Regions from separate parts of the Mus musculus genome. Here all the other regions are linked to region 1. Evidence: chromatin contacts called from public Hi-C and HiChIP or PLAC-seq data. All regions are on one chromosome and are shown on one strand. The core of a region is the stretch at or near the end of the contact, and the rest is flanking DNA. Distances in the headings are between cores, read along the strand shown.

Region 1 (8,000 bases), core at 2,623-5,122:
AGTCTCTGGTTTCTGAATCCTACCTCTTAACATCGTGTCATTTTTCAAGGAAAACCAGCATGAAGGTTCTTCAAGAACAGCGGAGCCAGACAATGCAGATATATCGCTCTCAAGTATTTACCTAAAGGAATCAATGTCAACCAGTGTGATGATTTCCATATGCTTGGCCCAGGGAGTGGCACTCTTAGGAGGTATGACCTTGTTGGAGGAAGCGTGTCACTGTAGGCATGGGCGATGAGACCCTCCTCCTAGCCACATGGGAGCCAGTCTTTTTCTAGTGGTCTTTAGATAAAGATGTAGAACTCTAAGCTCCTCCAGCACCATGCCTACCAGACGTTAACGTGGTTCCTGCCTTGATGATAATGGACTGAACCTCAGAACCTGTAAACCAGCCTCAATTAAACGTCATCCTTTTTAAGAGTTGCCTTGGTCATGGTGTCTGTTCACAGCAGTAAAACCCTAACCAAACCAGCCAGCCTAGAGATACCTGACCACCCAAATCTTAAAATCAGCCTAGGTGTCCTTTGATGGATGAAGGGATGAAGAAATGTGGTATTTGTGCACAGTGGAGTTTTATTCTGCCCCACAAGTGAAGGGACTTATATCATTTGCAGTAAATGTGGCTGGGCCTGGATGTCATTACATAAGTATAGAAGTATGACGAGTTACCTGGGTTAGCACAGTGTGATCGCTACTCTTTGTCCTTGTCTTCATCTTCTCAACTTGCCTTGGCCCAGCCCCCCAGGGTCTCCACAGCACCTTTCCAGTGGGCTAAAGAGAGAGAGCTGGCCAGCCACTGTGAGCCAGCCTCCAGAGCCTGGCTAGACAGCAGGGTTCCTGCTTTGGTGGTTGGCCTGATCCTGAGGCTGTCTACCCTCACTGTCAGCCACACCCTCAGTGCAGACCCAGTTGAGACTAAGGAGGGTCTTAATGAATGACAGGGGTCATTCAGTCTTATCAGGAAAGGTCAAGGGTCTTAGAAGCTCTAGGCCAGGAGCCAAGGATGACAACCAGATAAGTATCCTGCTACACATAGAAAGACTAGCAGTGTGAGTGATGGGGTTGGGGTGGGGGAGGGACATGAGAGGGGGATGTGCCTGGGAGGGGAGCTGGGATGTTAGGGGGGTGCTGAGCTCAGGTCAGTGCATGTCAAGTGGAAATGCTAGAAGTGGAATGCTGGAAGGCTGTGTTCAGAGGCTGTGCCATTCAAGTCCTTGGAGCCAGAGTTGCATGCCAGGGTGTATGTAACACCTTACCTACAAACAGCCGTTCCTTCCACAGCCATAGAATGAACACGGGTTCTGGTGCCTCCGTGGCTCCTGTGGATACCTCCTATAGGCTCAGATGTTCCAATATGTGATTCTCCAGTTGATGGGACAACTTGGGTACGTTTAGGAAGTGTGGTCCCACTGGAGGAAGAATGTCCCTGGGAAGTGACAAAGCACGAGTTCCAGTTTCTTGTCCCCACTTCCTGCTTATAGTTTGAGATGTAAGCCCCCAGCTTTTGTTTCTTCTGCCTCCCTTCTACCACCGCGGACTCTTTATTCCTCTGGAACAATAAGCCCAAAGAAATTCGTAGTTCTCTAAGTTGCCTTCGCCATGGTGTTTTCTCACAGAATGAGAAAAGCAGCTACTACCACTCCCCTAGGGTAGGCTTGCTGCCAAGGCCAGGCTGGGGGCAAGCAGGGCAAGCAATGGATAGCAATTCAGCCCATCTATTAAATAAGTCCACGTGTCAAGATGTGGGCAAGGCGCTTGAGGGGTCCGGAGTGTCTGTGTCTAGTGTGATAGATTCCCATCTTGCACAGAAGTGAGGTTAGGAGGTTTAGAGAAATGTGTCTGACTCTGTTCAGGGTAGATTTGGGGTTCAACTCCCAGTACCCCCTCATGAGTAAGCACTGCTTGGTTGACCAACAGAGAGGGTGATAGGAGTTTTATTGTGGAAATTAGGGGGGGGTATCCCAGAAAAGACATTTGAAGTGAATCTTGAAGAAAAGAATTTGTGAAATGTGGAATGAGGGAAAGAATATTCTAGAGAACACTGGTCAGGTGAAGGGAGAGAAGCCTGTAGGAGCTCAGGAAAAGCTACATGTTTGCTTACAAGAACACCTGCTCCCAGCTGCTCAGGAAGCCAAGGCAGGGGGATCAAAGTTCAGAGTCTCCAAAGCAGGTGGCTGGGGATGTAACCCAGTGGTAGAGTGTTTACTTAGCACAGGCCGGGCCTTGGGTTTGATCCTTGGTTGCTTACTTTGCCTCTCCTGCACTGTCTGTCAGAGAACTCCCATACCATGGCCTGTGCCATGATCCAGGAAGTGGGTGACATGTTGATCATTACTGAAGCCTAAATCAATCGACAGTGGGCAAAACTACAAACCACACTGGGTCGTCACCATCCGACCAGGCACATCTCCTTCGGTGGGCATCTGCTAGAGTCTGTACTAGCCAAGGAAAGCCAGAAAGTCTACCCTGTTGATGAAAGGACCACATGGCCAGAAAGATAACCCTGAGTTTTTGCCAAAAGCCAATGACATTTACAGAAATCACAGGAGGGAGTCTCTTGGCCAGCACATGCCCCTCCTGGTCCTCCAAACACCAGTCTTCACCTAGGCTGCTGTCCTCCCCAGCAAAAGACATGAGTGGAGCTTTGAGCATGGCTCCTGTAACAGAGGCTTGCCTAGTATGCTCCAGCCCCTGGATCCTCTGCACCTCTAACTACAAAATGGGGGGGGGGGTTGAAAGAAAAAATGGGGAGTGGGAGACATTGTCTTGACTTGAGTCTAACCCAGAAGTGGGAGGAACCAGTTTAGTCAGCCAGTTAGATCGTTGTCATCTTTGTCGACTGTGACCAATACTGTATATGGCTCTAACAACACTGGTGTTCTGGTGTGTGTGTGTGTGTGTGTGTGTGAGAGAGAGAGAGAGAGAGAGAGAGAGATTTCTCCTGAGGGGTAAAGGAAATATGTAGACTGTTGGCATCCATTGAAGAGACATTTCTGACTGGTGTGCCTGAGTTTTCTTTTCTTTCCTTCCTTCCTCCTTTTCTTGTGACCCACGGAAAGAGTTAGTTATGAGTCTCTATCAATTCACGGTTACTCTGACACAGAGGCCCCCCTTTCCCTGGCCTCTTTGAAACACACTAGTGTGCTAGCGCCCAGCAGGGCACAAAGCCCCGACATTAATTGATGAGGACAGGAAACTCCGCCGCAGTAATCTCTGAGACGTTGACCCCGGCCCCGGGACTGGGAATTCTGAAATGTCATCTCCGCAGCTGTAGTTATGATTGCTTTATGTCACACTGACCTGTCGTGTTTACGATTTTTAACAACTGTCTGGAAAAAAAAAAGTCTAGGGACATCTGTTGAGAGTTTAATTGTGAGTGTAAAAAAAATCATTAAAGGACCAATCAAGAGATCAGTTTTCATACTATTTAAATACCACAGCGGCCATTAGGCGCTGGGACTCCGGCGACAGGACTGATTTAGTTCCCCAGTCTCAGTGCTAGGCGCTGCGGGAGAGGACCGGGTGATTTAAATAAAACCGGAGAGCGAGGCGAGAAGGGGAAGCGGAGGAGGGAGGAGGTGCAAGAAGCAGGAGGGTGGCATCTCAGTTTGCTGCGGGAATTGTCGCTCCGGGAGTGGGACTGTGAAAGCATTCCCTGCTCCCCGTGCTCTCGGCTGCGCACCGAGGAGATCGCTCGGGCGCCCAGATCTCAGAGCCGCGACTTTGCGCTCCGCTCAGCCGCCACTTTTGTTTCCTGAGCCTGGTCGCTGGGCCGAACGCAATGCGCACGCGCGGGCCGGGCGGGGCGGGGCGGGGCGGGCAGCGGGTTCCCGGCACCGCCTCCTGCCGCCCCGGCCCGCTCCATCCGGGCACTGCCGAATTAGCATCGTGCCGAGGCACAACTTTGCCGCGGCCCCAGCGAGATCCAGGCGCGCGCGCCGGAGGAAATATAGTCCCTGCCGGCGGTCAGCTGGCGCGGGCGGCGACAGGGCGCGCGCTGGGGGGCTGCGCGGGGCTCCCGGCGCCTGGGGGCCATGCGCCGGGCGGCGCAGGCAGCCCGGGCACCCGGCGCAACTTAGCGGCAGCCGGAAGAGTTGGGCGCCAGCTCGCCTTTCTTCCCTCTCGTCAGCCTCCTTTCCTATCGGCGCTGCAGGAGGGAACTCGTGTCTCTCTGTGCCCGGGACACCGGATCCGAGCTCTCCCGGTCTGGTTCCCGCCGAGCCGCACAACTTCCTGCGAGCTCCGGCCAAAGTGAGCGCAAAGTGCTGCCCAAGTTGCGGCGATGGAGCTGCAAAGCCGGTCCGAGGCGCTCGCGGTGGAACTCGCGCGCCACCAGGTAGGTAGTCCCGGATACTGGACCGGGGAGCCTTAGTGGCCCGGGGAGTGGAGGCGAGAGGGATCGAAGCTCCGTATCTAACTCTTGGTCTCAGGGGTGCTGGAAGCAGGCCCCTTCCTGGAACATGTCCCGGGGCTGGGATGGAACCCTTAGTTCTCCCTCTCCCCCTCGCTTCCGTGCGATCCAGCACTGTTTGCAGATCCAGGGTTCGTGGGACCCCAGCGTGGCGTCTTCTCTGCCACTGCCCCGTTTGCACAACTCGGGCGACCGGAAAGGGGACCCTCCTAGAGCTGCCCAGGGAACAGGGTGCATGGACCGGCCAGCTCCTAGCCTCCTGCTCCGGGCCCAGCCCGGCACCGACCCTCACTGTTAGCAAAAGTAGTTTGGCGATTGTGACTCCGGCGAGAGGCGGCCGGTGCCCGAGTGATATTGCGGCGTGCGCGTGTGTGTGTTGGGGAGATTAGGACGCGACTTGAATATTTATGAGCTTTGCTCGACACGGACTCGCCGTGTTTACTTGGCTCTTTGTTCGTCCCCCCTCCCCCGGCACACACTCTTACACTCACTCGCACCCGCACCCCGGCCTGCAAACTTGCACGGCTCGGGGCGCGCCGCCGGGTGGCCTCGGCCCCCGCCCCGCCCCGGGAGCTGCCCCAATGAGGCGGCAGCCACAGGTAAGCTGCTTCGCGCGACATTGCACGGTGGCCCGTGTGAGGAAAGCGGTCCCGGAAAGTTGGGGCGCGTTGGGGTCGGCTTGGTCCGCCAGGCAGTGGGTGGTGGGGATGCGGGGCTCGGGGCTCGCCTGCTCGCCCCCCCCCCCGGGGCGGCCAGGCTGAGCCCGCTCCTCTGTGTCTTCATAGAACGGCGACCTCAAGAAGCAGCTCCACGAAAGGCAGCCACGGATCGCAGCGCTCAGCGACAAACAAGTAAGGAGGGGCCTATCCCCCACAGGGGACCGGGGTCCAGGGAGGATCGCCGGGCACTTTGGCAGCACCCTAAAAAGTGCCTGTACGGTCGTCGCACGCTCCGACTCCCGTGGGGTTATGGCTGCAGTCCTCAAAGTTGCCGTCCTCCCTTTCTTGATAGAAAGAGCTGATTTGTGGTGGCTGAGGGGAGCGCGAGGCTCCGGCGGCCGGCCAAAGATCTGCGCCGTACCTTCCGAGGCGCCGGCTGCCCGGCGTCCATCTTGAGCGGTGGACATGTTTTGGGAACGTGGACATTCCCCGGCCTCGGCATCCCCTGATCCCTGCTGCGGTGGGAGGGGGACACAAGGGGGCGGCAATTCAGGCCCGCACCCCAAACTCCTTGGAAGCCATTTCCGCGTGGCACTGCCGACCCGGTTTGGTGATCCTTCTCCTAGCCGGCCCCTTCCCGGCCATCCCGCCGGCCTCACTTTTTATTCTCGGAACCTGACGCCAGCTCCCGGGGAACAAAAGAAAGGCGCCCCCGGGACCCCCCAGTTCTGCCCTAACTTGAGTGTCTATGCCTGAAAGGGGCTGTGGGGACCCGCGAGGAGCTCCAACCATGGGGGTGCGCGCCCGCCGCCCCCACGGCGAAGAAAAGTTGTCCATTGTGAGTTAGTTGCGCTGAGCTCAGCGCTCCGGGTTTCAGCACCACGAACAGATGCCGCCGCCGGAGCCCTGCCGACTGCGCGCCCCCGAGCCCCTCCCCCTCCGCGCGCGCCCCCGCCCCTGCGCGCCGCCGGCCGAGAACTTTGAGCTGTACAGCCAATGGTGCACCCGGGTCTCCGAGGCGGCGGGCGGGGGCGCGCCCCTCCCTCCCCCAGCTCGCCGCCCGGGCCCAGGAATAGCTCTCGCTTCCTTCGGAATGTCGCCGCCCGCCCGGGACTAGGGCAGCCCGAGGACCCCCGGCCCGGCCGACTTCCCTCTCCCAGCCCACGGGGACCCCCCTCTCCCCAGCGGCGCGGAGCTCGCAGTTGCCTGGGAGGATGCTTCGGCTCGCAGGCCGGTGCTCCAGGCCGAGTCTTTAAAGTTGCAAAGTGATGGGAGGGGGCGCGCAAGAGCAGAGGGGACGCCGGGCTGGACCGTAGGCTGGGGAGTCAGGCATTTGCCCCTTTCTGTCGGAGCCCGTCCCCCCCAACCCCCCACCCCCGGGCTGCGCGCCCCCGTCCGCGAGTGGAAGCTTCCATTCTCGCCGGAGGGGGGCCTGCGCGCGGCCCCGGCGAAGTCGGGGAGTTCGCGGGGGGAGGGGACCCAGGCCCGGCATTACCATTTTGATTGCTTCGATGCCATTTTTGGAGGGGGAGGGGTTGGAAGACCCTTTTCCGCAGAGCACAAAGATGTTTAATCACTGTGTAGAATCAAACCAGATACTCAAAACAAAACAAAACTAACAAATCTGGAACAGTGTGATAGCCTGGGTAAAACGCGAAGTTGTGAAGTCTTAGGCTTGGAGCAGAAGATTTAAAATGGAAAAACCAATGCTAGGTGCCTCTCTTCGCAACAATGTCTCTTTATGTGTGCGCTTCGTGCCAGTTAGTTTCACTATCTGGAGTAGGTCTTTCCGAGCTTGTGTGCGATCGTTTCTTCTGGATTGTGGCAACTATTTCAGGGCTTTAAATTTTTTATGATAGTAAATGAGTAGCTATTTATTATCCCGTATGCCGGAATTTAGATAAGGCTACAAAGGAAATCTTTGAAAATCCTGTCTGAAGGTAGAGGCAGCCTGGGGTAGAGGTGGGGGGGGGGGAGGAGCCCTCCCACCCCCAGGATGCCTTTGCCTTTAAATTTGAACTCGGGAGTATTGCCTGCAAAGGAACAGTGCCTCCATCTTTTTGTGTGAGTGCTTTAAAAGAAAGAAAGGAAGCCAGAAAACTTTTGTTCTCTGGCCTTTTAAAAATGTTTCCCGTTTAGATGCCTAAAAATAACGTTTGGTAGGCAGCCAGGGTTTGGCCTGGCCATCGGAACTTGTGTTTGTGAAGGCAAGTCTGCTTTTCTGTTTCTCTTTGTGGCCTTTTATATAACAAGGGCTCATAAAAGAGGGAGAGGAGGGGGCCCGAGGCAGGGTTCAGCATGCTAATAGAGTTGCCTGTCTCTCTTACGCCGTCTGCAAGGGCTCTCAGGGTTCACCTATGTAATGAGCTGGTGATTTTAACTGTCTGTGCTTTCTGGAGGACTTTGGTGGTGATTGGCAGTTTGGCTGGGACCGGATGGATTTACAAGGTCAGAGACTACTCAGTTTTGCATGGGCAACCCAAAACTTGCCCTGGAGAAGTTAGTTGCAGTGCAGGAGTGAGGGCGAAAAATTTCATAAGTCAGGTGTAGTGCAGTGTATATTTTAATTCAAGGAAGAATTTAAAGGTACAATCTCTCTATATACAGTTATTTGGGGGGTGGGGGGGTCATAGCTTTTCCACCCCTGTTTTCCTGTGCTGCCCCTTGGAATATGAAATAAAAAGGTTAAGTTTCAATTAGAAGTTCACAGGCAGGTAATGAAACTATATATAGTTAGAGGACAGTTGGCCTGCTAACTTCCTCTGATACACAGTAGCAGTAAGGTAACTCTGAAACTACAGTTTGTTAACTCCCTCTGTTAGATACACAGTAGCAATAGGGTAACTCCAACAGACAGTGCCCTTGGCACTGGGATATTTTGTTTTACTTTTCAGTTACTTTGAGAAATACAGATATATTGAGAGGACTTC
Region 2 (8,000 bases), core at 2,217-4,716, 99 kb after region 1:
CGTGCCCGGAATGTACTCAAAGGCATCTGATGTTGCTTGCTGTTCTCTAAAGAGATAATGAAGTGGATTTTCCTGTGTGGTGTTGGAGTGGCCGCAGTGGTAGCACATACTAGGCAAGCAAGCACTCTACCACCCAGCTGCACCCCAGCTCTGCCTGTTTATTCCATGTATTGATTGTTAAAAGCAGTTACTGATCCTGGAACAGAAATAACTCTGGGATTGTCACATTGCTAGGAAGCCTCCCGTCTACTGACAACTCTGTGTCAACATATCCTGAAAGGGCTCGAATCACCGAAGGTGTCCCGGGTGTCCTGGTTGGGTAGCTGTTTGCTTCATAAAGACATATCCCCTCCTGGAGCAGGGAGGAAAGGGGAGAGGGAGGAGGGAAATTCACAAGGCTCACTACACTCACCAGAAACTTACAAGACACAGGAGGCTTGTATAAGGTTATATAAACAATGAGCTGCTGCTAGGAAGGAGGGCCTCTTGGAGCTGTCTGCAAATCCCACAGGGGGCTCCAGGAATGCTGGGGTGTGGGACTTCTCAGTGATGCAGCTGCTTGAGTCACCTATGCTCCCATGAATAACTCCATCAATGCACTGATCTGCAGACTACACTTGGACAGAACCCCTCCTTCATCTGTCATTCTCTCCTGCCTGAGGTAGACAAAAACAGCCCCCTCTTTGGGGCTGGAGAGACGGCTCAGCGGTTACAAGCACGGTCTATTCTTGTAGAGGACCCAGGTTTCATTCCCAGCACCTACATGGCATCTCAGAGCCATCTGTAACCCTGGTTACAGGTGATCTGACGCTCTCTTCTGGCCTCTGTGGGAAGCAGGCACATACACGGTGCACAGGCACACATACAGGCAAAACACCCACATGCATAAAATAAAACAAAAACCAAGTCTTCCCCCAAACCCAGCTACACGGTAGAGCTGCAAGACTGACGACAGCCACCAACAGGTTCCCAATCTCGATGCTCAGGCCCATGCCCAATGTACGAATCTGCACGTTACCCTTGTTTTCCGTTTTCAAGTGGTTGTGTGTATATGTATGCTTGTAAGCAGGAGGTGCGACTATGGATGGGTGTCATTTTTCACTGGCCCAGTAGGTGTTGATTAGGTTAGGCCAGCTGGCCAGTGAGCCCCAGATATATCTCTGCCTCACAGACACATGGCACATCACGGTATATGGTGGAATATAGTGTACTCTGGCTTAGTGACAAGCACTCGTGTTTTCTGTTGTTTTGTTTTGTTTTTGAGAAGACAGAGATAGCTCTGCGGGGTACAACAGGCCATCAGATAGTATGGCTGGAGCCTTTAGAAGGAGCTCTGAGTGAAAGAACCACTAGGGACATTGGCAGTAGAACCATAGAAGCAGAAAGGCCACAGAGAGGCCTCAGAAACATTGTGAAAATTTGTCTCTTGATGGCCTGGTGCCGCAGTGATGAGCTCTCACCAGCGACCCCTAGAGGGCATTGTAGTTACTGCAGGCACCTGCTCTCCCCTGCCTTTGGGGTAGCGTAGCATCTATGATGTGTGGACCACCAGGGAGTTACAGCAGCAAACTTTCATAACCCATGAAAAGGAAGTACTCTTTAGTGGCAAGTTTGTGTTCTAGTTTGGGGGGGAGGGGGACTATTTCACCATTTACTGCATTTTTCTCTCTGAGAACGTGTGGCTGGGTGGGGAGGTACTGTGTGACCCAGGAGCAGGCACAGGTGCTACTGAAGCTGTTAAGACAGGAAGTAGCCATGTGCTCACTCAACCTGGAGTTGGTCCAGCAGACCACGCCCGTCACAACAGAAAACTCCATCAGACAGTGGAGATCCAGGGAGATACTCGGAGGAACAGCAGTCCTCTTTGTGATATCCCAAGGTGCTCCCCTGGGGACGCATCCTGCTCCATCCACTCAGAGAACACTGCTTTATCACACCTCCCTAGCTGACAGGTACAGAAGCATGTGACAGCCACCTCACCACCTCAGGATGCTTCCCGATGGCTGTCATCACTAATTAGCTTAAAACAATACCCTGATTTACCTTACAGTCTAGAATAGGTGTGTGTGTGGGGTGGGGGAGGACCTGGAGGCTCTGGGATATTCTCTTTGTTTTTGCAGCTTTACAGACTCTTGCTTATATAACCCAAGGGGCTACCCTGGGCTCACCAAAGTGTCCCAGTTAGCTCCCATCTCAAGACGCTGCTCACATCTGCAAAATCCTTCCTGCCAGCCAGTTGCAGCCACAGGTACTGGGGAGGTTAGGATGTGACATCCACTGGGCATATTTTGTTTTCTACACATGCACTGCAGACCGTGAGAGCATTTGGATGGGTCTTATCCCAGCGTCTACAAGAGGACAAGAGGAATCCTGTCCTGGTAGCCCAGGAAGCACAGGGACAAACTTACATCCCCAACAGATTTCCCTTAAACTCTTCCCAGGGTGCCCAGCTCCTCGTGGACCTAAAATCAAACCTCGTGCGGGTCTCTCACACAAAGCAACTGAAGTGTCCAGCTCTTCCCGAGTGTGCTGTGGGTGGCCTGACCGCTTCAGCTTCTTTAGGATAAAACATCGCCTTGGATTTATGTCGGCCAGGTCTACTACCAGGGCATGAGACCCAAAGAGGGACAAACTCATGACCCAGAGGGTGGGGCACATAAGAACCTGGACTGGGGATGCTGTGATGGGATACTGGGGAAGGCTTCTGGGGGAGGGGCCCAAGATGCACGTGAATGAAGCTGGCCTGGTAAACAGGTAGGAAATGACAGATCCACCAAAGATCAAAGTCCCTCGAGCATGTCTCACTTGGAAGATGACAGGAAAGGCCCAAAGAGCAGGGAGCCAGAACTGAAGGGTGGCCGAAAAGCTCTTGTCCTCTGCCCAGGTACACATGGAGCAGCGGCCACTCCACCTCAGAGGGGACTTGAACCTTTATCTCTCCTGTAGGCAGGAGGCAGAGGCCTGGGGTAACCTCTTTGGACAGAGAGGGGTCCCACTGCTCAGGAGGGCAGAGTATCTCTCCTTTACTTACTATTGCAGGCTGACGCCAAACTGCTGGGTGGGCAGAGGCGGCCGAGGTGGCGGTGTCTTGGTGGGCGGGGGCGGTTGACCTTTGTGCAGGTTTTGCAGTTTCTCGTCATACCTATGGACACAACAGGAGAGTGTCACCTCACAGGGGGACAGCCTTTTAGCCATAGAAGTCATCTCCAAGTGCTATGTGGAGACTAAGCCCCATCCGCATCAATAGGAAACCCACATATTCTACCTCTGTAAGTTTCAGGCATCCCGGGGCAGGGCGCCGCATCCTCAGAGAGAAGTGAAGACCAGGCTCAGGAGCTTCACTGGAGCTGGCCTGCCTGGCACAGGCCTGAAGCCACGGAGTTTCTGCTCATTGACCCTGCGTTCCGGCTTGCCAGACACTCAGTGGGGCATTCAGCAGGAGCTGAATGAAACGCCCGCTAGCTGTCTTCCCGAATCCCCCGCGCCTGCCACTCCTAGAACATTTCATTCCACACACGGCTCACCAGCACACCAGGGAACCCCTTTCATATCCGGCTCAGAAGCAGAACGGCAAACCCGTGCCTGGATGTGTTTTTAATCAGTTTGTACTTGTACTGTATGCAGCCTTCGTGGTTTGCTCTCCCTCATGTATGTACGTGGATACCGGACCCCAGAGCCATGCGGGGCAGGGGCGGGGCGGGGCGGGGGCGGGGGCGGGCCCTCACCGCACTACTTCCGGGGGGATGAGCAGCTGGTCGCACTGAAGGTGTTCTCGGAGCTCACGCAGGTTGCTGCAGTAGGTGACTTTTTTCCCAAACTTGTGACTGAGGAAGGAGAAGCAAGAGAATAAAATGTTGAGGGGGCAGGTCTCTAATCCCAGCACTCAGAAAGCAGGGGCAAGTGGTTCTCTGTAAATTCAAGGCCAGCCAGGTCTACAGAGTTCCAGGACAGCCAGGCTGTTACCCAGACAAACCTCGTCTTGAACCTCCCCCTCCCCAAACAAACAAACAAACAAACAAAAGACAGAGCATGCACTGACACCCAGAATATGCCACAGGCCCTAGAGGCTCGCATGCATAAAATAATTATGCCTCTACTTTGAACTGGTTGTGAATTTACATACTGCACAAAGACAACTTAAGGGGGAAAGGACTTATTTCAGCTCAAAGTTCAAGCAACACTCCCATCATGGCAGTGATGTCAACGTAGGAGGTGCTCGAAGCAGCAGGTCATCTATGTCCAGGCCAGCAGACGATGCACACACGTATACCACTGCTCAGTTCCTTTCTCTCTTTATACAACCCAGGATCTGCTGCCAGGGGAATGGTCCCACCCACATGGTACAGGTCTTCCCGCTTCAATTAATAGGATAACTGCTCACAGACATGCCCAGAGACCCCTCTCCCATGTGATTCTCCATACTGCCAGGTTGACTTTGATACTGACCATAACTATGTGCCAGCTCAGAGGACCAGTGAGCCGAGCCTGCATGTCTGAAGTCACTATGGTCCGAGATGAGTAATTGTTTTGTGTTGGGCCATCTCCTCTCCCTGACAGACCAAAGGGCAGGGACCTTGGGAGACTCTCCAGGGATGCTTCAGGCCATGGGGAGACATGGCCTCTGCCAGCCTTTCTATTCTCTCCCAGGGGTCCAGGATAAGGCTGGTGATCTGCCAAGGCCTGGGTCCCACTGATACAGACTGTGAACTTGAACCATTGTAAGTAGACATTGCAATGATGAGAAAAGGCAAGTTCTGTGCTCAGCAGTGCCAGATTCTGCTGCAGTTAAAACAACCCATGTGTGCTCCACATTGTAGATAATATGAAATTAAGATTATCTAACTTACCGCTGCTCAAACAAAACAAGACCACAGGGGATCTGATAGATGGGACACCCCTGTGAGTGGAGTAGAATTCCGGGTCCAACCTAAAACAGTTCCCACACCCCAAGGGAGGTCAAGGCCTGTGCACTGGCTCCCTCTTGTGGACAAGAGTGGATCAGACCTGGGGGCCAGATTCCAGCCATGAGCAAGGGAGCCAGGGAGCCTTATCTGGGGAAAGAATGCAGGCCCTAGGCCCTGAGGAAAGGGTTGGGACAGGTCTTATGGGGCATCCTCACCTATCTGTTCAGATAACAGACAACTCGGGGACAGTTTTGCCTCTGCTCTGGGGACATTAAGGTTTCCTCTGGGGTATGAAGTGCTATTAATGGTTTTTTTTGTGTGTATGGACAGGAAGAGCCCACTGAGCCTACTAAGGACCTAGCTGTCCTGTGGAACTTTCTAGACAGTAACATCTGCTTCAGCACTCTGGGGACCTCCCATGTCACACCTGCCCACTCAGGAGCCACACACCACCTTTCTCTCTGTAGCTGTCTGACGATTGCTTTTAAGCCAGGCACCCGCTGGACCCTAGGATTAGCGAGGGTAAGTAGACATGACCCATCTGGCCTTTTACACTGGCGGAAGGGCCTTGAGCAGCTCAGTCAGGAATGCCAGCACAGGCATAGGGCAAGACTTGTGCCACACCCACAGCTGCTGGAAGAGTCGGGACAGTGCTCAGGATCCAAGTTCAAGTGTGTGTGAGTACACACTTCATCCTGTGTTCAGGTTTCATTCTGTCCTTAGATCCCAGTCCAGAGTCCTTCACAAGCTGTGTGACCTATGGAAGCTGTATGACCTCTCTGAGCACTGACCTCCCCTGTTTAGAGGTAGAGAAGGCATGGCTGAAAGACATAAGATGGTTTGGTGTATAACATAAGGTGACTTGATAATTCAACCCCCAAAGGAGAGTTAAAAATATTCTAGAACAAACCAGGCATGGTGGTGCATGCTACGTTCCATAGAACATGAGGGCTGTGGGGAAGGCACGTTGAACTATAGGCCAGGTGAAGTGTGGGATGGGACTTGAGGTGAGGTGAGGCAAGGTCGCAGCACTTTCCAGGAGCCACTGATGGAGTGTGTGCATGTGTGTGTGTGTGTGTGTGTGTGTGTGTGCTTCTGTGAATGCAAATGAACATACACACTGAATAGGAATGTGTAGCGTAAGCACACACATCAATGCAGGCAGACATTCAAGAACATGTACTGGTGGGGTCCTGGGGTCCTAGGTTATAGATGGGTGGTCCCCAGGCAGCTGTCAGGGACCCGGAGCAAAAGAAACAGCTTGAAATGGCACCAGCATACCCTCCATGGGGTCCAGGTCAGTGGGGAAGACCATGGGCGGGCAGGGCTGTGGCCCCCTTAATTCTTCTAGTTCTTAAAGGTGCCTGCGACCCTTTGTGTGGGACTCCTGCTTCCATCCTCGAAGCCAGCAGCACGGCCCCTTTAAGCTTCTTCCCCTACAGTGCTGGGAAAGGCTACTCTAAGGACCCCATTGTTCACCTCTCGCCTGGAGAACATTCCAAGTGTCTTCTGTTTGCAACTCCTCAGCTTAATCTTGTCGGCATAACTCCTGTGCTGTGGAACGTGACCGATTTGCAGGCTCTGGGACCTGAATGACCTTTAGGGTCGCTCATTGTCCAGTGAAGAGGGATCTGATACCAACAGTGTGACTGCGTCTGAGTGATGGAGACTCGAGAACTGAACCCTCAAGGAGGATAGGTAGGAGGTGGGGGATGCAGGAAGACTGGAGTTTTCCATGCACTTGGTGACTTGGTGGGCTGGGCTGCTGAAGTCAGAGGGGAGTGGGGAGAAAGGATGTGATGCCCGCCCTTGTCTCTGTCCTGCATTCTCACCTATACACAGGGCACAACATGAACGTTCCTTTTGGCTGTGGACTTTTGAGCCACTGTAGGTAGATATCAACAAATGGGAAGGGTCAGGAGGATATGACAGAAGAGGAGGAGGAGGCAGCAAAAGGTTTTGAGGGCCATGTGACCACTCACTATGTGTGTGCCCTCTCTTCCTGAGTCCTCCTGGCTGACCAGGAAGGATGCTGTCACTTCCTCTCTGAATACGTTCCCTCGCCTGAGTGTCCCTACCCGCCTGAATAAAGCTCACCCACTCACCATGTGGCTGGGTGCAGTTTGTGCCTGATGCTTGTGGCTAAATGGAGAGGAAATGAAGATGCCCCAGGGGTCCCCGAAGAGGCAGGTCTTACAGTCCCTTGTAGCAATTCCTGATACTGGCAGAGAAATCATTAGCCAATGAGAAAGAATCCTGACTTGGAAAGAGCTGACAGAAGTCCCCATGTGTATTAGTCAGGGTTCTCTAGAGTCACAGAACGTATGGATAGTCTCTAGATAATAAAGGAATTTATTGATGACTTACAGTCGGCAGCTCAATTCCCAACAATTGTTCAGTCGCAGCTGTGAATGGAAGTCCAAGGATCTAGCAGTTACTCAGTCTCACGCAGCAAGCAGGCGAAGGAGCAAGAGCAAGAGCTAGACTCCCTTCTTCCAATGTCCTTATATTGTCTCCAGCAAAAGGTGTAGCCCAGATTAAAGGTGTGTTCCACCACACCTTTAATCCCAGATGAAAGGCATAGCCCAGATTAAAGGTGTGTTCCTTAACTCGGAGATTCAATCTTCTGGAATCCATAGCCACTATGGCTCAAGATCTTCAAACCAAGATCCAGATAAGGATCTCCAAGCCTCCAGATAAGGGTCACTGGTGAGCCTTCCAATTCCGGATTGTAGTTCATTCCAAATATTGTCAAGTTGACAACCAGGAATAGCCACTACAATCCACCCCTTGTCAACTTGACACAAATAATATCTCATGTTCACATGAAACAATAACAAGGTTGTAAATACGCCTAACATGATATAACTATCCCTCGTACAATCGCAAACGCATTAGTAAATTTACAATGGGCATTCATATTACTTTATAATCCTCGTTTCTGCAACTGGTTACGTGGCCTTAATTGGTATTTATAACTACCTTCCTCTACTACCCATTCTGTATTTCCTTCACCTTCAGCCAGCACCTCAGCAGGTCTTGGCTCTTTTCCTGGAGGATTGACCCATACCTTCATTCCTGATGGGTCTGCGTCCT
Region 3 (8,000 bases), core at 1,721-4,220, 81 kb after region 1:
GGGGGAGGAGGAGGAGAAAAGGAAGGAGGGGGGGGAGGAGGAGAAAAAGAGGAAGGAGGGGGGGGAGGAGGAGGCATCATGGCACTTGCTTGTAACCCTAGTACTGAGGAGGCAAACAAACAGAACACTAGGGCTTGCTGATCAACCACTCCAGCCTAACTGGCCAGTGATAAACTCTGACCCTAGTAAAAGGTATGGCTAGAGAGATGGCTCAGCAGTGAAGAACACTTGCTGCCCTGACAAAGGACCCACATTCCGTTCCCAGCCTTCATGCCATATGGTTCCCACTTCATCTCCAGGTAACCCAACACCTTTCTTAGGCCTCCTTGGACACCCACACTCATATGCACACACCCTGGCACAGATGCACACACACACACACCAACAACACCACCACCAACAACAACAACAAAAATCTTTAAAAATATCAACAGAGCTAGGAGAGGCTCCCATTCTGACTTTGTCTTTAACTCACTGATTTAAAAAAAATTTTTTTTTCATATACTTGGCTTCTCCACCCCACCCCACCCCCAGCAGATGTCATTGATTTCCAGGATCAATTTTATTCCATTTATTCTTTGCTCCATTTTAACTCCCTCAATTTACCAGAGCTTGTCGTTGTCGTATGACTCAGACTCTGGTCTACACTGGCAGCTGCATCCCGTGCACTTAGGAAGAGCACACACGCCTTGTTATTTAGTATGATGTTCTGTAAATGTGGGTTAGGTCCGGGAGTTCAGCTTGTTTATGGATTCACACTTTGTGCACACACACACACACACACACACACACACCCTGCCACCTCTCTGTGCCTTTCTCCCTTCTTCAAGCCCTGAAGGCTGACACCCAGGACTTCACACATGCTAAGCAAGTGCTCTACCACCAAGTCATATTCTCTGCACGCCCCCACTCAGTTATTTTTTTTCTGCTTAGCGTTGGGGGACAGGGTGTGGGTCTGTGCCGCAGACTATCCCCTTTTTGGGTCTCCTATCTGTGTGGAACAGGTCTCTGGTTGCAGGTGGACAAGGAGTCGGTGACACACGAGATTGTGTAGAGTCTGAATGTAATTTGTCAAGCATGAAACATTTTATACAGAAGAAAATAGAGAAGTTGGCTGACACACCGGCCAGGTACAAAGAGGTTACTTGATTCTTACACAAAACAGAGGAATGCTAACATGGAAGGACTGGCAGGAACCAACTGGGATAAAATTCAATGTTTAACAACTGGGATCAAAAACGGCTCCATCTAAGGTCCACTTAATCTTAGAAGCCAGGGTCAAGGGCTTCGTGCCCTTGCCATAGTTCCTACTCTAGTCTACTATATAGTCCACCTTCCACCTACGCCATTGTAAATACTTGTGTATGGGTGTAACTCAGCTATCTATAATTGTAAGTATCTACTCTGGTTCCTTCTTAGATCACAAACTTCCTTCTTCCTAGATCATGGTAAATTTCTGTGTAGGGCAGTGACTTAGCTATCCTTGCCCAGGGTCAGCTCAAGGACTGCCTAGAATCTAACTTAGCTATATGTCAAAATATCAATCCTTAGGAGCACTTATAATAAAGCAATATTAAGGGAAAGCACACAGATCTGTTTACCAACTAAAGCAAGGACATTGGAGCATTCTTTATACAGGATGCCATGATTCCAGGAGACTAAGTTTCCGTGAACTTTTCGCCTTGGGACAGCACCCAGGTTTTCAGGGCCTGTCGCGCGTGTCACTACTGGAGTGGACATAGCAGGTGTGTGTACATGTGTGGGGTCACCCACATGTCATGGTGCACCTGCGGAGATCAGAGGACAGCATGTGAGAGGCAGTTATTTCCTTCCACCATGTGACTCCCAGGAACTGAACTCCAGTCTCTAGGCTTGCTGGCACTCTCCTTCACCCACTGAGCCATCCCTCACCACCCACCATTCACTCTGTAATAACTCCTTCTGCTCGTATATCATTCAGTGTCTATGAGACCACTTGGCGATGAACCATCGTGGGCTTGCAGACGTGACCCTGGGTGATGTTCTCCTGCCAGTTCGTGTGCCATAGAGGTGTGACAGTGCTGACCAGCAGGGATGGTCACCAGGGGAAACTGTGATCCAAATCAACACACACAGGTCTGTCCTGGCCATACTAAATAAATGCAGGATACTCTTCAGTCACGCTGGTGACACACCTTGGCTTATCTGCTATTCCTGATGGTCAGGCCAGCTGAATCTACATGCAACAATGCTCTGGTCCACCTTCCAGGTCATTCCTAGACACTGTGCTGATTTCCAAAGCTCGCTGAGTGAGTGAGCTCTCTCGGTGTCTGCAGCACTCTGGGCTTCAATCGTCAATGAGTGACTTTTACTTTCTGACTTCCATTTTCCTTCCCAGACATCTCCCGCTATCGTGGAACCTTAACATGCGTGGGTCTGGGGAGGTATCTGTGGCTCATTCTATGAATTCATTCTTTCTCTGAATGTCAACCACAAGTTCTGGGCAGCCTGCCGAACCTCTGCAGTCAACTGGCAATCGCTGTCATCTCCGCAAAAGTGAATGCTTGGATAATCTATCCCCTGTGTCCGGGAGATTGAGTCCTCATGCAGGCTCTGTTGTCATTGTTTTAAGCTGGGACATGTCGTGTGCTTCCTACGTGTGACTGCCATAATCACTTTCTTTTGCTGTGGGAACGATGGGGAGATTGTACTGAGACACGGGAAGGTGACGGGGCCACGCAGCGCTGGGCTGGGATTCCACAATTACCGATTGTGAAGGGAAACTGTTATCAAAGGAGCGGCAGGAGACCGTCTTGGGGCACCTCTCCAAGTCAGGAAATTTGAAACATATATTTCACAGACACGCATTTCCCTGTAAACCCCACTGCATAATGCATGAGGCTTGATTTAATGTCATTGTTAATTCGGGGCTCACAATGGTGGGCTCTTAAGGGAGCCATCATTTTTCTTTCTTTCTTTCTCCCTGGCAGCAGAACTCTGAGACCCTTTGGGGTTATTCAGCATTCTGAGAGCACAGACGCCATGGGGGGGGGGGTGCAGACGCATGGTGGCTTTTCCAGAGGCTACGAGCAGGACAAGGGGGCTGGCTGCCTCGGAAGGCCATACTGAGCCATGCTGGAAGCCCACTTTGTTTGACTATTTGGGGTCAGAGAGGAAGGGTTGGGGTTGTCAGAAGGAAGAAAGGGAGGAGAGAGGGAGGAAAGAGGAGGGAAATGAAGAGAAAGAAAGAAAGGGGGAGAAAGAGAGAAGGAAAGTGAGAGATAGAAAGAAAAAAGGGAAAAAAGAAAGGGAAATAAAAGGAAATAGAAAAAAGAAACAAAGAAAGCAAAGTAAGAGAAACAAGAGGAAAAAGAAAGGCTTTGTAATGGAGGAGCAGGAGGAGGAAGGGGAGAGGGAGGAGAAGAGAAGGAGGGGAAGGGGGAGAAGGAGGGGGAGGAGAGGAAGAGGGGGAGGAGAAGGAAAGGAGGAGGAGGAAAGGAAGAAAAGAGGATGAGGAAGTAGGGAGGGGAGGAAAGGAAGAGGGAAGAGAAGAGAAGGAGAAGGGGAGGAGGAGAAAAGGAAGAAGAGGGAGAGGAAGAGGAGGAGGGGGAGGGGGAAAGAAGGAGGGGAGGAGGGGGAGTAGAGAAGGAGGAGAAGAGAAAGAGAAAGGGGAAGGAAAGGGAGGAGGAAAAGAAGGAGGAGGAGGAGGGGGAGGAGGAGGAAAAAAAGAAGAAGGAGGAGAAGAGGAAGAAGGAGGAAGAGGAGGAGGAGGAGAAGGAGGAGGAGGAGCCATCAGTGTCATGAAGCCCAGGAGAATCCATGTGGCTTCGGGTGACCTGGCAAGACAGAGCAGCAGGAAGCAGACAAAACTCTACACAAAGCCTGGTGGGCAGGTAGTGGGGCCCCTGACACGTGTGACTGGAGCTTGGCTAGGGGCTCAAGGGCACCAAGGACTCTCTCAATACAGGTGTCAGGCCAGTGCCTGAGTCCGGCCCCTGAGCTCAGCAGCAGTGCAGGCCAGGCTCTCCCGAGCTCCTGAATACAGGCAGGGCGTTTGCTGAAGGATACTTCAGCCCAGGGCCACTTTAGACTGCCAGCAGAGGTGTGACAGTGTTGAGCAGCAGAGATGGCCACCAGGAAGACAAATCTACTTTAATCTCAAAAAAATTCTATGTGGTGTGATACACTGTCATCTACAAGCCCGCCCTGAAGAACTGCAGGGCTGAGTAACAGGCCCCCTCCAGTTCACCAACAACGCTCATGTTCTAAGCATTGGGCTTTCACTTTGCCCATGCCTAGTCAGGGATCAGACAGAAAAGAGCAAGCTTGCTGAGGCTGACCATGCTGGCAATACTAGCTCAGGTCTGTACACTGCCACAGAGCTACAGTTTCCAGAGATGGAAGGGGCCTGCGGTATAAGCCCCATGCTGTCCCAATGGGAAGAGCAAGCCTCGCCTCTCCCTTCGTTTCGTTCCCCCCTCCCTCCAAAAGGAGCAAAGCAGATGCCTACACGGGTTCAGTCACAAACTAGGGTCATCTTGAAAGAGAAATCTCAATTGAGAAAATTCCCCCATCAGATTGCTTGTATGCAAGTCTATGGGGGCATTTTCTTGATTGATGGTTCATCTGTGAGTGTCCTGCCCAGCATCGGCAGTACCCTGGGCAGGTAGTCCTGGGTGCTATAAGAGTGCAAGCCGAGAAAGGCACGAGGAACCCACCAGCGAGCAGCTCCTCCCTGTCAGCTGCCTCCAGGTTCCTACCTTGGGTTTGTGCCTCGGCCTCCCTTTACAAGGGACTGGAATCTGTAAGCTGAAGTTAATTTGGGCCATGGTGTTTTTCAACAGCATGGTTCTGTGTCCGCTCTTTCATGTGTCGTCGAGTTCTCATTTGTGGGTTAGGTATATGACCAGGGACGCAGACTCACCCCTTGTTCACAGTGAGAAATCCTTTTAAGCTGGGCCCGATCCCTCTGTGTCCTCTGCATCTCTGGGGTAGATGAGGTAACATGTCAACAGTCGTCTACCGGAGAGGGAGCTGCTCTGCATGATCAGCCAAACCCATGCTTAGAAGTCGGCTGTTTGCAGGGCCACTAACCAGCTAGCAATACTGTCTGACCCAGAATGACAGATAGCAGGGCTCCAGTTCCCAGGCAGGTCTCCACCCTCTATGGAGTCTGGCAGTGTGAGCTACTGAGAGAGGCTGGCACCCTTCAGGGGTGCAGAATGTCCTCCACAGGTTCCTATGGATAAAACGTGGACCTCAGTTTCTGGCAATGTTCTGGAAGGTTCTGTAAACTTTAGGAGAGGAGGAAGTGGGTCGTGCAGGAGGGGGCTATGAGGCTCATAGCCTGACCTCACTTCCTTCCTGTCTCGATTCTGCTTCTTAATCTGCCCTGTGAGAAGTCCTCACAACCACAGCCTGGGGCTCCTGTTTCCATTCCTTTCCCACCATGTTGGACAGGCACTGGAATCACCCCCAAAGCATGGGACAGCTTCCATCCAGGCTTGGGGGGACTGAGAGCAACTATCTGTGGTGGGCTTTCGTCCTCCGCATCCATCCCCTTCTGTCTGCAATCGAGTGTGAAGGCAGCTGGCACAGGGCTCACCCAGTGGTGGCTGTTAGCTGTAGTGATCCGGATTCCGGCAGGAAACATGTGATCCAGGCCTAGCCCTGCAGAGCATCCTCTGGCCACAGTGATTGGTCCAGGATGGACACGTGACCAAAGCTTGTCCAATCAGAACAACGTATGGAACTTTCTGTAGGGAACTTTGCTGCACTGTATTTAATGAGGTAAATGGCCCATCCTACAACCCTAAGAGGACAGTCTTAGGCCAAAGATTCAGTCCGAGGCCAAGAAACCCGGAGCCCTCTGGCAGGTTGGCTGCCAAACAGTAGCTCCGCTCCTCTTCGGGAGTCTCAACAACGCTCAACCTTCCACTGTGGCCAACTGGCTTGGCCGCGGACATCCTTCTCCACCGGTGATGCTCAGGTGAGCATTGCTGTCCACGATCACAAAGATCTTACAAACCTTGTGCAGCACCTCTGACCAAGATACCATGTTCCCCATGCCACCTGCTGGAGGATAGGAGTAATTGGCCAGACAGCAGAATCTCCCCAGATGCTAGCCAGCCCGGCCCCGGACATGTGTGTGTTCCCCAAGAACTCTTGACCTGTCAGGTAACCCAGGGACTGTGACCAGTCCACAGCTGTGTCAGTCACTGGGTTGGATGGCCTGCCACATAACACCGCAGCCAACAGTGACTGCTCTGGGCCCCTTGCCAGCAAATTCACATTTCCCTTTAGTCACGCTGAATTATGGCTCAGAAGAGTTGCCCTCACACATGTATGTCATTTCAGACATTTCCCAGAACCGTGATGGACCCAACAATCAGAAGCACAAAACCCCCACTAGGAAGTTCTGGGTTCATTTAATTCCTGTGTCTTCTTAAAGATAGTAAGTTCATAAGACAAACAGGTACACAGATGCCTAGATTGGAAGGGGGCATCTCCAGTCTCCATCTTGAGGTGTCTCAAGCTAGTCAGGAGATACGGAGGCGGGACAGGTATGGTGAGGCCCGGGGAGTGCCCGTCTTCATAAATTCTTTGGTAACAGGGCCAGCCTGCTGTACTTCCACAGTATCCCGGGTGTGCTCCCCAGGGGCCTCCTGGCAACTGAAGACTTTGTCATAGTACTCTATCAGCAGCTCTGTGAACAAGTTCAGAGGTACCAGGGCGCTCAGGGAAGCCACCCCCTGGGATGGCCAGATCAAGTTCAATCCAAACACGCACGCCAGGTTAGAGCTGTTCATCTTGTTTGAAATGCTCTCCAGAGACACCTGGAAGAGGAAATCCAAGAAATGAAGCCCCGGGCATCAGCAGTCTGGACTCCACCCTCACCCCAAGGGAGACTGGTGTGGAGAGAGAGCTCTGGGTGATTCTGTCCACATCCCTGACGGGCCAGTGTGGTGGGAAGAGCTCTGGAGGGGGAGGGGGTGAGCTGGGGAGATGGCGCTCTTCGAGACAAGCGCTTGCCCCACCAGCTTGTGTTTGAAGCCCAGAATAATCCAAGCAGAGTTCCAGGCCAGTGAAAGACCCCATCTCAAACACCAATGGAATCATTGAGAATGCTCAGTGGGTAATGGTAAACTTCTGCAGAGTTTAGCAATCTGAGGGACCCACCAATCCATGGCCTAAGAGGACCTGCCCCTGCAAACTGTATTCTGACCTCCATGTCTACGTTCTGTAGCATATGCACACACGCATAAACGTTTATGCGTGTGTGCACATGCTACAGAACGTAAATAATAAACAGACAAGTAAATAAAAGAATTCTTGAATAGAGACCTCAGCCAGTATCAAAATCCTATGTGGCCATGTCTCCACTTGGGGGTCTCGGCTTCTCAGTTTTCCCATCTGTAAAAGGTTCTGGCCTTGATACTGTGGGGACCCTCTGATTCCACCATCTAGGATATCCTGGGTACCCCATCAGCATCTCTTCCACTTTGGCAGACTGGGTTGAGGTGGGGGACCCAGCACTGAAGATCTAAACCAGACACCCTCTGGCTTCTGTGATATGGCTGGGGAAGTGAGCTCAGGCTCCCGGGTCCAGTAGTGCGAGAAAAGTGCCTTCTGTGCTGGGGGCTTCCATCCTCCGGGCCATCACAGCCACCTGCATAAGTAGGATTCAGTACTCCCCACTTTCTAGATAAGGAAACTGGGCCCTGAGGTTAAAGAAGACCTGCTGCTGAGTCCTTGTATAGGGCAAGCCCAGCTCACAGCAGCGTCTGAGGAGGAGCTTAAGAACCGCTTCTCCAGTAAGCCAGCCCGAGCACATCCTTGCTTGCGTGAAAACTAACAGTGAGAGACAGAACTGCTTATGAATGTGGGGGTACAGTAGAGGGCAGTGGGGGAGGTGGCTCAGGAGCTAAAGCACGTGTCACAGAACCTGAGTTCAATTCCCGGCCCCCACAAAAAAAATGAGTGTGGTGGTACATGCCTATAATTGGAGCACTGGGGTACGG
Region 4 (8,000 bases), core at 3,604-6,103, 87 kb before region 1:
GGCCAGGGTTCAAGTGCATGGCTGGGTCAGGGTTTGCTCACCTGTCATTCTTCATAGCTCGGTTGGGTCTTAGCTGTTAGGCAGTGAGGTAGCTTGCCTCTCCTGCCTGCTCTGAAATAACTCCTTCCAAAAGCACGGACGAGTAGTGTAAGCTTAGACACTGGTACTGTGCTGGAGCCTGGGTCCTGATGCTAATCTAACCATCACAGCAGATTCACATCCTGTTCCGGAATGCCAGAGTACCTCAGGTTTATGGGTGTGGCCCTCCTTTCTAGGATAGCCATTCCTCCTGTAGGGCATGTGAATGCTGTCCCCACAGTTGTATCTAGGGAGGTCACAGGGCCTGCCACTTCAGGAACCTGGCCATTCTGTGGTCTGAACACAGGGGAAATATATCTTAGGGGAAATATAGCTTAGTGTGGCTTCTGTGGAAGACTGAGGCAGTCTAGGGCTCATTGTAATTCCATGGCTTCTCTTCTGGGTGTTCCCTCTAGCAGAGCTCAGCCATACTCTCTTGGCTGGACCAACTGTGAGTACAAGCACTTCCCAGGCTGTCGGAAGGTCCAGGGTCTGTGTCACACCCCTTGACTCTGTGTGGCACTCAAGCATACTGATCCCCGCTCAGGTACCACCATTCCCTATGTAGAGGAGGGAAGCACCCTAGAGACACTGTACAGCGGCAGGAGGCAAGCTTGGTCTGCGCCCCAGCCTATGGTTTGAACCATACGGCTGTCCCCAAGTACACAACTAGACATTTATTTGGTCGCATTTCCTCTTTCTCCAGAGGGCACTTTTGAGTTCCAAACATGTTCAGAGGCCCCTTGAGAACTGGGTTAGGATTCTGACATCAGAGGGCATGACATGGTGGCACTTGTGTGCAATCCTAGCCCTGGTGCCGAGGCAGGAGGATAGTTTCTGGATAGCCTGGGCTACTTAGCAAGACCCTGTCTCAAAGTGACAAATGACAGCAGAAGCACCCAGAATCCTGGGGATGACAGTTTGGCTTCTAGGGCTGTCACTGATTTTTCTTGGGGACATGTCTGTTCTCACACAACACAGGGTGACAAGGAACAACTGGAATTCAAGTACAGTTGTGTTCTGCGAAAACCTAGGTCCAGTCTTCAAGACACTAAGAAACCTTTGTGTCCCTTAGAGGAGGCATTCCTGTTTGTTCAGGTAGCATCCATCTTGCCTCCTGGGATCTTGCTAGCATCCAGACTGCCTACAGTGAGGTAGCCCAGGCTCATTACCCCCCAAAGGATTATTATTGAAAACACAGGCAAAAAATAAATACACTAGGCATGGTGGCAGCCTGGTCTACATAGCAAGTTCGGGATAGCCAGGGCTATAGAGTGAGACCTGTCTCAAAAAAAATTTTCCTGTGTATTTAGTTGGTCCAGTCTAGTGTGTGTGTGTGTTCATATTCATAAGTTTTAAATTTCTGGTCTAAACTCTGGATGTACTGAGTTTTAGGTCCTGTCCGTTTTTCACATTGGCTGTTTTTTTCTCACTTTAAAATCTGAGTATCTTAACATCACCCCGTCACACAGCTTCTCTGTTTAGGTTCCCTTACCTTTGTATCATTAAGTAGGACTGTCCCTGTGGACACGGTGACCCTAAAAAGTAAATAGAACACTCAAAAGGGACGTGAATGTGCAGGTACCATGGGTCTGGGGTGACCTGCTTCACAGAAGTCACCGACCTTGGCATGGTAGCTACTGCCTTCTGTGTCTGGACCTGAAGAGTGGAGCTGGGGTCTGGAGACCTCGTGTAAATATCTTGAGCTTGAACCAAAAGTAGCCTCTTGGGGCATCTGCATTGGCCCTTCCAGGGAGGAAGTCAGAATGCTGCCCTGTCCTTCTAGGTGAGGAGTGGTGAGTAGATACTGACACGCACCTCCAAACCTTTCTCTGAGCCCCTGGGACCAGCAGCCAGGGTTAGAATATCACACAAGCTAAGTGATTTGATAGCCTGTGGCTGGGGTGGAGATCTGAGTTCTGTAACAGGGAGAGCCCCACAAGTGGAGGAAGCCATGGAGTTCGGTGTTTATCTACTTCCAAGGTGACTTCAGGCCATGAGTTGCCAATCGGGCTCTCTGTTGTTTTTGAGACAGGGTCTCTATAGCCCATGCTGGCTTCAAACTTACTGTACACAGAGGGTGATCTTGAACTCATGACCCTCCTTTCACTTCCATGTGTTGGTGTTAACAGGGTTCCACCACCATGCCGGTTTTATGCTGTGCTAGGGGTAAAACCCAGGGCTTTGTGCCACTGGGCAAGCACTCTCATCATCTGGGCTGCTCCCCTCAGCTTTCTTACCTTCTGTTGACCTCAGCCCCTCCCTTTGTAGATCAGGACACTTGATGCAAATAGCAGTGTTCTTTCTTTCAAAATTGTTACATGAGAATTTACACTTACAAAAATGTTTTGTTTTGCTACTTCAAAACTTCTGATTTCTACAAAAAAACATTTCAATGAAGACATGAGGTAGCACACATAGAATGTGTTAGTGTGCGAATTATGAGTGGCTTTCCCTTGAACACCCATACCCAACAGAAGGCCAGCCTCTCAAGGCAGGCTTAGTGGTGGCTGTTGACTTTGTGATTCCATCTTTCTTTGAGACATTGCATTATATTTTAGAGACATTTCAAGTGAATTTTCTTTTAAATGCCCCCATCTTTAATACATGTTTCACATTAATACAAACAAATAGCAAATCAAGGGAATGACCTTGACTTTGATAACATTATGAAATGGTATCCTCTGGGGCTGACAGACGCCATACCACATACTGGTTGGTCTGTGAAGACCCTGTGAGAGGGATAGTGACCACCCTAGCCAGAGTGTGGGCATTTCCAAAGCTGACCACATGATATATTTTGGGCTCGGTTCTGTGCTCCCATGAAAATACACCCTGGCAGTATTTGGACTGCAAACTCTCAAAGCTTTTCTAAGAGAACCCCCTAAAAACCATCACAGTAGCAGGAAGATGGCTGGAATAGAAGTTGGGACCCAAAATGGGAGTTCAGAAAAGATCCTGGCAGGCATCTGACTTTCCTTGTTGCGGAGCTCCTCTGCAGTGGGGGTGAGAGGTGGGGGAAGGGGGGAGCATGGAGGGTGAGATCATCTGGCTGGCTCTTTCTAGGGCCTGTAATCATCACGGGTCAGAAATATAGCCACCTTCCATGCAAATGGGTTTCTAAAACATGCCAAATGACTTATGTCACAAAGAATAGGTCCTAATATACTGTATACCCCGGGGTTAGACCTGCAGTGGAGACAGAGAAAGGGAGACTGAGGGGACATATAGTAAGGAGCCAGTCACTACCCTAGGAACACCAGACCAGGAGGGTTTTTCTGAACTGCTACAACTACAAGGAGGTGGGAAGGAGGCAGCGGCTTGGCAGGAAACCCATGCCCCCTTGCTATCCACATCACTGGGTAGCCCTTTCAAGTGGCCTGAAGCCTCTGCTCTGGAAGCTGGCTGCCCTGCTGGCCTTCCGTCTCCCAGCTGCCTTGGGAGGGCAGTTCTGCTCTCAGGTCTTTTATCCTGACTCATACATACCTGTAAGGAGCCGCTGTCAGCCTGGAAGAGAATGTTCCCCGGAAAGGAAAACCTTCCAGAACGTATGTAGAAGAGAGGAGTGTAAAATAATGCAGTCTCTGTAGCTCACTGTATATGCCCATGTCAACTGGAGACATCAGACTTTGTGCTTGTTAAAGGGAAGGAAGCTGGGAAATGTGAGGAAGGAGAAGCTTGCTTTGGGGATGGGCGATGAATGTTCCTGTTCTTAAGTGTCACTCACTTGCCTCCTACAGCCTCATGGAAGCCAGTGGGCCATCAAAACTTTTCTCTCTTCTATGTGGATGGCTCTTTCATTTTGGACTCTGACTTTAATAAAGCAATTAGGTTGCTCAGTTTGAAATAACCATTGTTTCTGGTGAACTTTGATTATATTTTGAATAAACAATTTTACTCAAAAGACTTAAGCCAATTCTAGAAACCAATGAAGTCCAGTGATTCAGTGGGGGTGATGGAAAGGGCCATGTGGCCCTGGTCCCCCAGCAAGCCATGTCACCCCCGTTTGCCAGGGCTTGGGATCTTCAAAGAGAAGGTAAACCCAATACATCCCTTCAGGTCCAGTGACTGCGAGGTTCCTCACGGTCATGAGAGGTTGTCATAGTTCCTGGGAATGCTGGTGGTCACTGCCATCTCCTCCTAGGATGTGCTAACGGGCATGGAGTCATGGCTCTATCTGGGAGTTACAGGGAGGGAGTCTGCCAGCCAGTGCTGGCTGATCACAGCTGTGCAGCGCGTCATCCGTTCACATACAATGACTAGTAGTAGTGTGATTATACAAAAACCACTGTATCAAAGACTGGCCTTGACCTGAGTGGGCTTAGGGCGGGGTCCCCAAAAGCTGTCAGCTCTAATTTCTATGAACCTCTGGCACTGGAAGCTCCAGGGTTACACTGGGGGTCCACACCAGATCAGTCTGTCTCCCTAATGGCTCAGGGACAATCTTGCTCTTCAGCAAGCACCTATAACTTATGAATCTCACAGTTCGGAACCCCGGGGACAGCCTTTTAGCTTTTTTCCCCTAACCAGGAAAACACCTTATAACTCAGATAATGCAGTGTCTCTTAGGAAACTTTAGAATCTGAACACAACTCCAGTAAGTACATCACGGAATGAACAAGAATCTAGTATGAATAACTTACTTCTGAAGAAGAAAGCTAACCTCTCCCAGCTGGAATTTGTCTGAGGCTGGAGGACTGCCTGCCTAGAACAGGGCTCTGGCTCTGCAGCCGACTGTAATCCAGTGCAGGCAGGCCCGGGCCAAGCTTCAAGCTGCTCACCCTACATCCCAGTCAGCTGGTCAGCCCCCACTTCAGATCCGTCTGTGCACACTACTGTGTGCTGCTTTCCCCACTGATCTGCCAAGAATATCACAGAACAGAACAGTACCCAACGCTGGTTTTTCAACTTTCCATTTATTCACATTTCATGGATTGTTACACTTCCTTAAAGGCTCATTCAAAAGCTAACACACACTGAGATTACACTGCCTGACAATTCAAGTATTTTAGCTGGAGAAAACAAGTTCCCGTTCCGAGTAGAAGGCGGATCACTCCATGTGCTGGCTACGAAGTCTGACGTCACTTTTACAAATCTGTGTTAAGGGACAGTCCTCAGGCTTGTGATTGCTTCTGGAGAGCACTTGGTGGCTGTGTACAGAGCATGTGGCTAGAAAGACGCCCTGAAGAACTCCCAACCTCACCTACAAGTGACAGAGCAGGCCATCTCCTTAAAATCCCACTCCAGTGGTCTAAGTGGGTACTCTGCAGCCTCAAGGGGCTGTTTCTCATCTTCAGAGATAGTAACATAATGAAGAAACTGGCAAGAACAGACTTCGTAATGTTCAAAAGGTAGGGAAACGGCTTTCCCTGACAGCAAGGTGAATTCCCCTCTATGCCATAGGAGGTATTTTTTTTGTTGTTGTTGTTGGTTTGTTTTGGTTTTTGGCACACAGCATGTAAAAAAACAGGATTCAGAACTGAAATGGTAAAACAGAGCATCAGCCCACCAACAGTCGGACCTGTCACTGACACAGACACAGCCTGTACAGTGTGGCTCTCTGAGGAGGACATGGCAGGGCTGGGAATGTGTCATAGTGTGAGCTATAGTGTGGGAAGGCCCAGGCTTAGCATCTGCCAGATGCACCCTGACCACAGAGAACACACACTTCCTTCAGGCAAATGTAAGACACAACGTGAGATTTTCAAACTGGAGATACACACCTCAGTTCACATTAAACAGACAAGATGCAAGTTTCTAACACGTTAAACCATAAATGAAGTTTAAGCCATGGGTTGGAACCAGCTACACACACAGTGGAAGAAGAACAGAGTGCCCTCCGGGGGCCTCCCTGTGACACTCAGACTTCATAGTGATTCCCATACTCAGGTCAGATGCAATGAGCTAGCTCCTAAAGCATAAAGACAAGACACCGAGTTACAGTCACACCCCACACATCTCCCCTGTAATTCTTGTTTCCAAAAGTGATAGTCTTTAGCAGCAAATTGCTGGAATGTTAGAAAAAAAAGCAAGCCACCCTCACTAATTTACAACTGAAATTGGCCGGGGAGCTCTAGAAGGCAGTCCAGTCATGATCTTTTTTGCTTTTATTCTTTTGGTAAATATTCAAGGCATGGGCAGATGCTCACAGAGCACTGCCACCATGAAGAGACAAGTTCCTGAAAGTGCCTGTGAGTTTGACACGTGTCAGCCCCACAGGCACGTGGCTACACAGTACTGTTCTGAAATGCACACCCCTTGTTTCATCTTTGGAAAGCTGGGAAGCCCAATGTGAAGAAGCCAGGGCCAGGGCCAACAGAAGCAGCAACCTGCTTGCTAGGAACCAATTCTCCATGCTACAAGGCAAAACCAAACCAAACCGCACAGCATCTCCTTAGGTCCACAGCCCAAGAAGCACAAACATGCATCTGCAGATACGTGCCAAAATGCACAGAGCACTGTCACCCCACCTCAAGAACATCTCTGGGCTCAGGAGGCAGAGGCAGGTGGATCTGAGTTCAAGGCTAGCCAGGGTTACATAGTGAGACTAAGACCCATGTGAAAATAAAAGTTAACCAGGTTTCATCCCACCTAGCACGGCAGCTTTAAGAAAGCAACTGTGCCACCCAGCTTTTGTCGGAACCTGATCACACAAGTGTGCGCCCCTGGGTACTGACCCTGAGCCTTCAGACAAGATCTGGTCCTAGTGTCAAATGGTTTTATGAGAAATGCAAGTGGACTTTTAAAGAGTCAAACTTTCTATTCTATTTGATTTTATTGGGGGTGGGGGAGGTGTCTTACAGTAGCTCAAGCTGCTGTGAACTCAAATGATCTTCCTGCCTCAGCTTTTCCAGCACCGGGATTAGACAGGAACCATGACCAGCTCGTCATCAAATCTCGAATTTAACCCATGTCTGGTCTTCAGAGAATACTAGTATTAGCAACCTCACCGCTCTGAGGTAACATGACCAGCGTGTAGAACCATGGCTCTCTTCCAAATGGACATACTCAATAATACCTCATCCTTAAAAAAGTAAAGATAAAAATGTTTTCTTCAGACGCCAAATAATATGCTGCTGTCTGAAGCTACGGGCCAAATGAGCCGTCTTCCACTCCCATACTCTTGCTTCTCATGAGCACACGGCTCGTGAGAGAACTCCATTCAGACTGTGCCCACCAGGGCTCAGCAGGGCACAAACGGCCATGAGCACACAACCCTTTTCAGCACGATTTCACTTTTTTCTTTTAAAATAAAGGCTTATTTGTGGTATAGAAATGATATAAAAACACTACCAAATTTGTGCTTTTAATAAAATCCATTATTCCTGACAGCCCCCGTCCATGCTAACTAGGGAGGAAAGCTAGTAAGAGCACCTCATGGATAAACTCCAGACCCAGTCTGTCCACCGCCAGCTCCCCACGAGCCACCACTCATGGTCTTTCCCATGGAAAGGCGGTTCCTGGTTCAGTCAAGCAGCTCCAGGTCAAAGGCCAGCACCAGCCGAGACAGGCTGACGACAGATTCCCAGTACCCAGTCAGCTCAGAAGGAATGGGCAAGCGCGGTCGGTCACAGTGTGGCGGTGTGCTGTCTGGCAGGAGTGCTAGTCATGGTCAGACAAGCCCACAGGAAGGAAACGGGCGGTGTCTTCAGGAACACTGGGTCTCCTGGGGAAGGCAGAGAGCGGCACCACTGCTGCCTGAGGGAGCCTTTGGAGAGCTAACTGGTACCCTGATTATAGTCCATTAAGAATCACTTAGGTTAGTTTACTCAATGAATCAACATTAAAAACCATCTTCCCACACTTTTCACTCCAATGTATTTTGCTTAGTTCTTAGGAAGGGAGAAGAGCTTCGACACACTGAAAGGATTTATTGGCCTTAATCTTCCTCACAAAAGTTCAAGTTACCTAGAAGTTCTCAG

What was found. Hi-C and Micro-C count contacts between places; a contact is called where the count stands out from the background. HiChIP or PLAC-seq counts read pairs in DNA pulled down with a chosen protein or histone mark.
Region 2: a Hi-C map of the N1E-115 cell line shows a contact between it and region 1, with 7 times the contacts expected there. The contact joins the enhancer-like site here to the promoter of Phf21b in region 1. A contact is called at or near these places in 2 of 39 promoter capture datasets (HPC-7-derived erythroid cells and cancer-associated fibroblasts), 1 of 15 datasets of contacts at CTCF or cohesin (the NIH/3T3 cell line), 9 of 484 Hi-C or Micro-C datasets (the N1E-115 cell line, Sertoli cells, cerebellum and 5 more), 15 of 115 datasets of contacts at active chromatin or transcription factors (bone marrow-derived macrophages, differentiating embryonic stem cells, embryonic forebrain and 8 more) and 3 of 9 other capture datasets (adipose tissue, liver and pancreatic islet).
Region 3: an H3K4me3 HiChIP or PLAC-seq map of neural tube shows a contact between it and region 1, with 3 times the contacts expected there. The contact joins the enhancer-like site here to the promoter of Phf21b in region 1. A contact is called at or near these places in 7 of 39 promoter capture datasets (the 3T3-L1 cell line, cranial neural crest, embryonic stem cells and 2 more), 4 of 484 Hi-C or Micro-C datasets (adipose-derived mesenchymal stem cells, cortical neurons and nephron progenitors), 13 of 115 datasets of contacts at active chromatin or transcription factors (bone marrow-derived macrophages, craniofacial prominence, embryonic basal ganglia and 7 more) and 3 of 9 other capture datasets (adipose tissue, liver and pancreatic islet).
Region 4: a contact with region 1 is called in a Hi-C map of cortical neurons, with 1.9 times the contacts expected there. The contact joins the enhancer-like site here to the promoter of Phf21b in region 1. A contact is called at or near these places in 2 of 484 Hi-C or Micro-C datasets (CD8 T cells and cortical neurons), 5 of 115 datasets of contacts at active chromatin or transcription factors (embryonic stem cells, forebrain, memory CD8 T cells and 2 more) and 2 of 9 other capture datasets (adipose tissue and liver).

The regions. Positions count from the first base shown.
Region 1 is chr15:84,852,001-84,860,000 of GRCm38.p6, reverse strand. It overlaps Phf21b (PHD finger protein 21B), which reads left to right and starts at 3,872. Exons shown (of 13, transcript NM_001081166.2): 1 at 3,872-4,336; 2 at 5,197-5,262. The coding sequence starts at 4,283.
Region 2 is chr15:84,752,162-84,760,161 of GRCm38.p6, reverse strand. It overlaps Arhgap8 (Rho GTPase activating protein 8), which reads right to left. Exons shown (of 12, transcript NM_001164628.1): 6 at 3,726-3,824; 7 at 3,032-3,142. Among named protein-coding and RNA genes, the nearest start is that of Gm52202, 35 kb to the left of the region's middle. Within about 2 kb of position 3,466, at least 37 of the 459 cell types and tissues checked have an H3K27ac peak or open chromatin away from gene starts, as enhancers often do. A contact at or near this core is called in the N1E-115 cell line, cortical neurons and stem cell-derived neurons, where this site is marked.
Region 3 is chr15:84,770,596-84,778,595 of GRCm38.p6, reverse strand. Arhgap8 (Rho GTPase activating protein 8) reads right to left here. Exons shown (of 12, transcript NM_001164628.1): 12 at 6,389-6,815. The coding sequence ends at 6,519. Among named protein-coding and RNA genes, the nearest start is that of Gm52202, 16 kb to the left of the region's middle. Within about 2 kb of position 2,970, at least 26 of the 459 cell types and tissues checked have an H3K27ac peak or open chromatin away from gene starts, as enhancers often do. A contact at or near this core is called in embryonic forebrain and neural tube, where this site is marked.
Region 4 is chr15:84,939,939-84,947,938 of GRCm38.p6, reverse strand. It overlaps Nup50 (nucleoporin 50), which reads right to left. Exons shown (of 8, transcript NM_016714.2): 8 at 4,976-8,000. 5031439G07Rik (RIKEN cDNA 5031439G07 gene) reads left to right here. Exons shown (of 10, transcript NM_001033273.3): 10 at 1-4,003. Among named protein-coding and RNA genes, the nearest start is that of Mir1249, 7.7 kb to the left of the region's middle. Within about 2 kb of position 4,853, at least 43 of the 459 cell types and tissues checked have an H3K27ac peak or open chromatin away from gene starts, as enhancers often do. A contact at or near this core is called in adipose tissue, cortical neurons and forebrain, where this site is marked.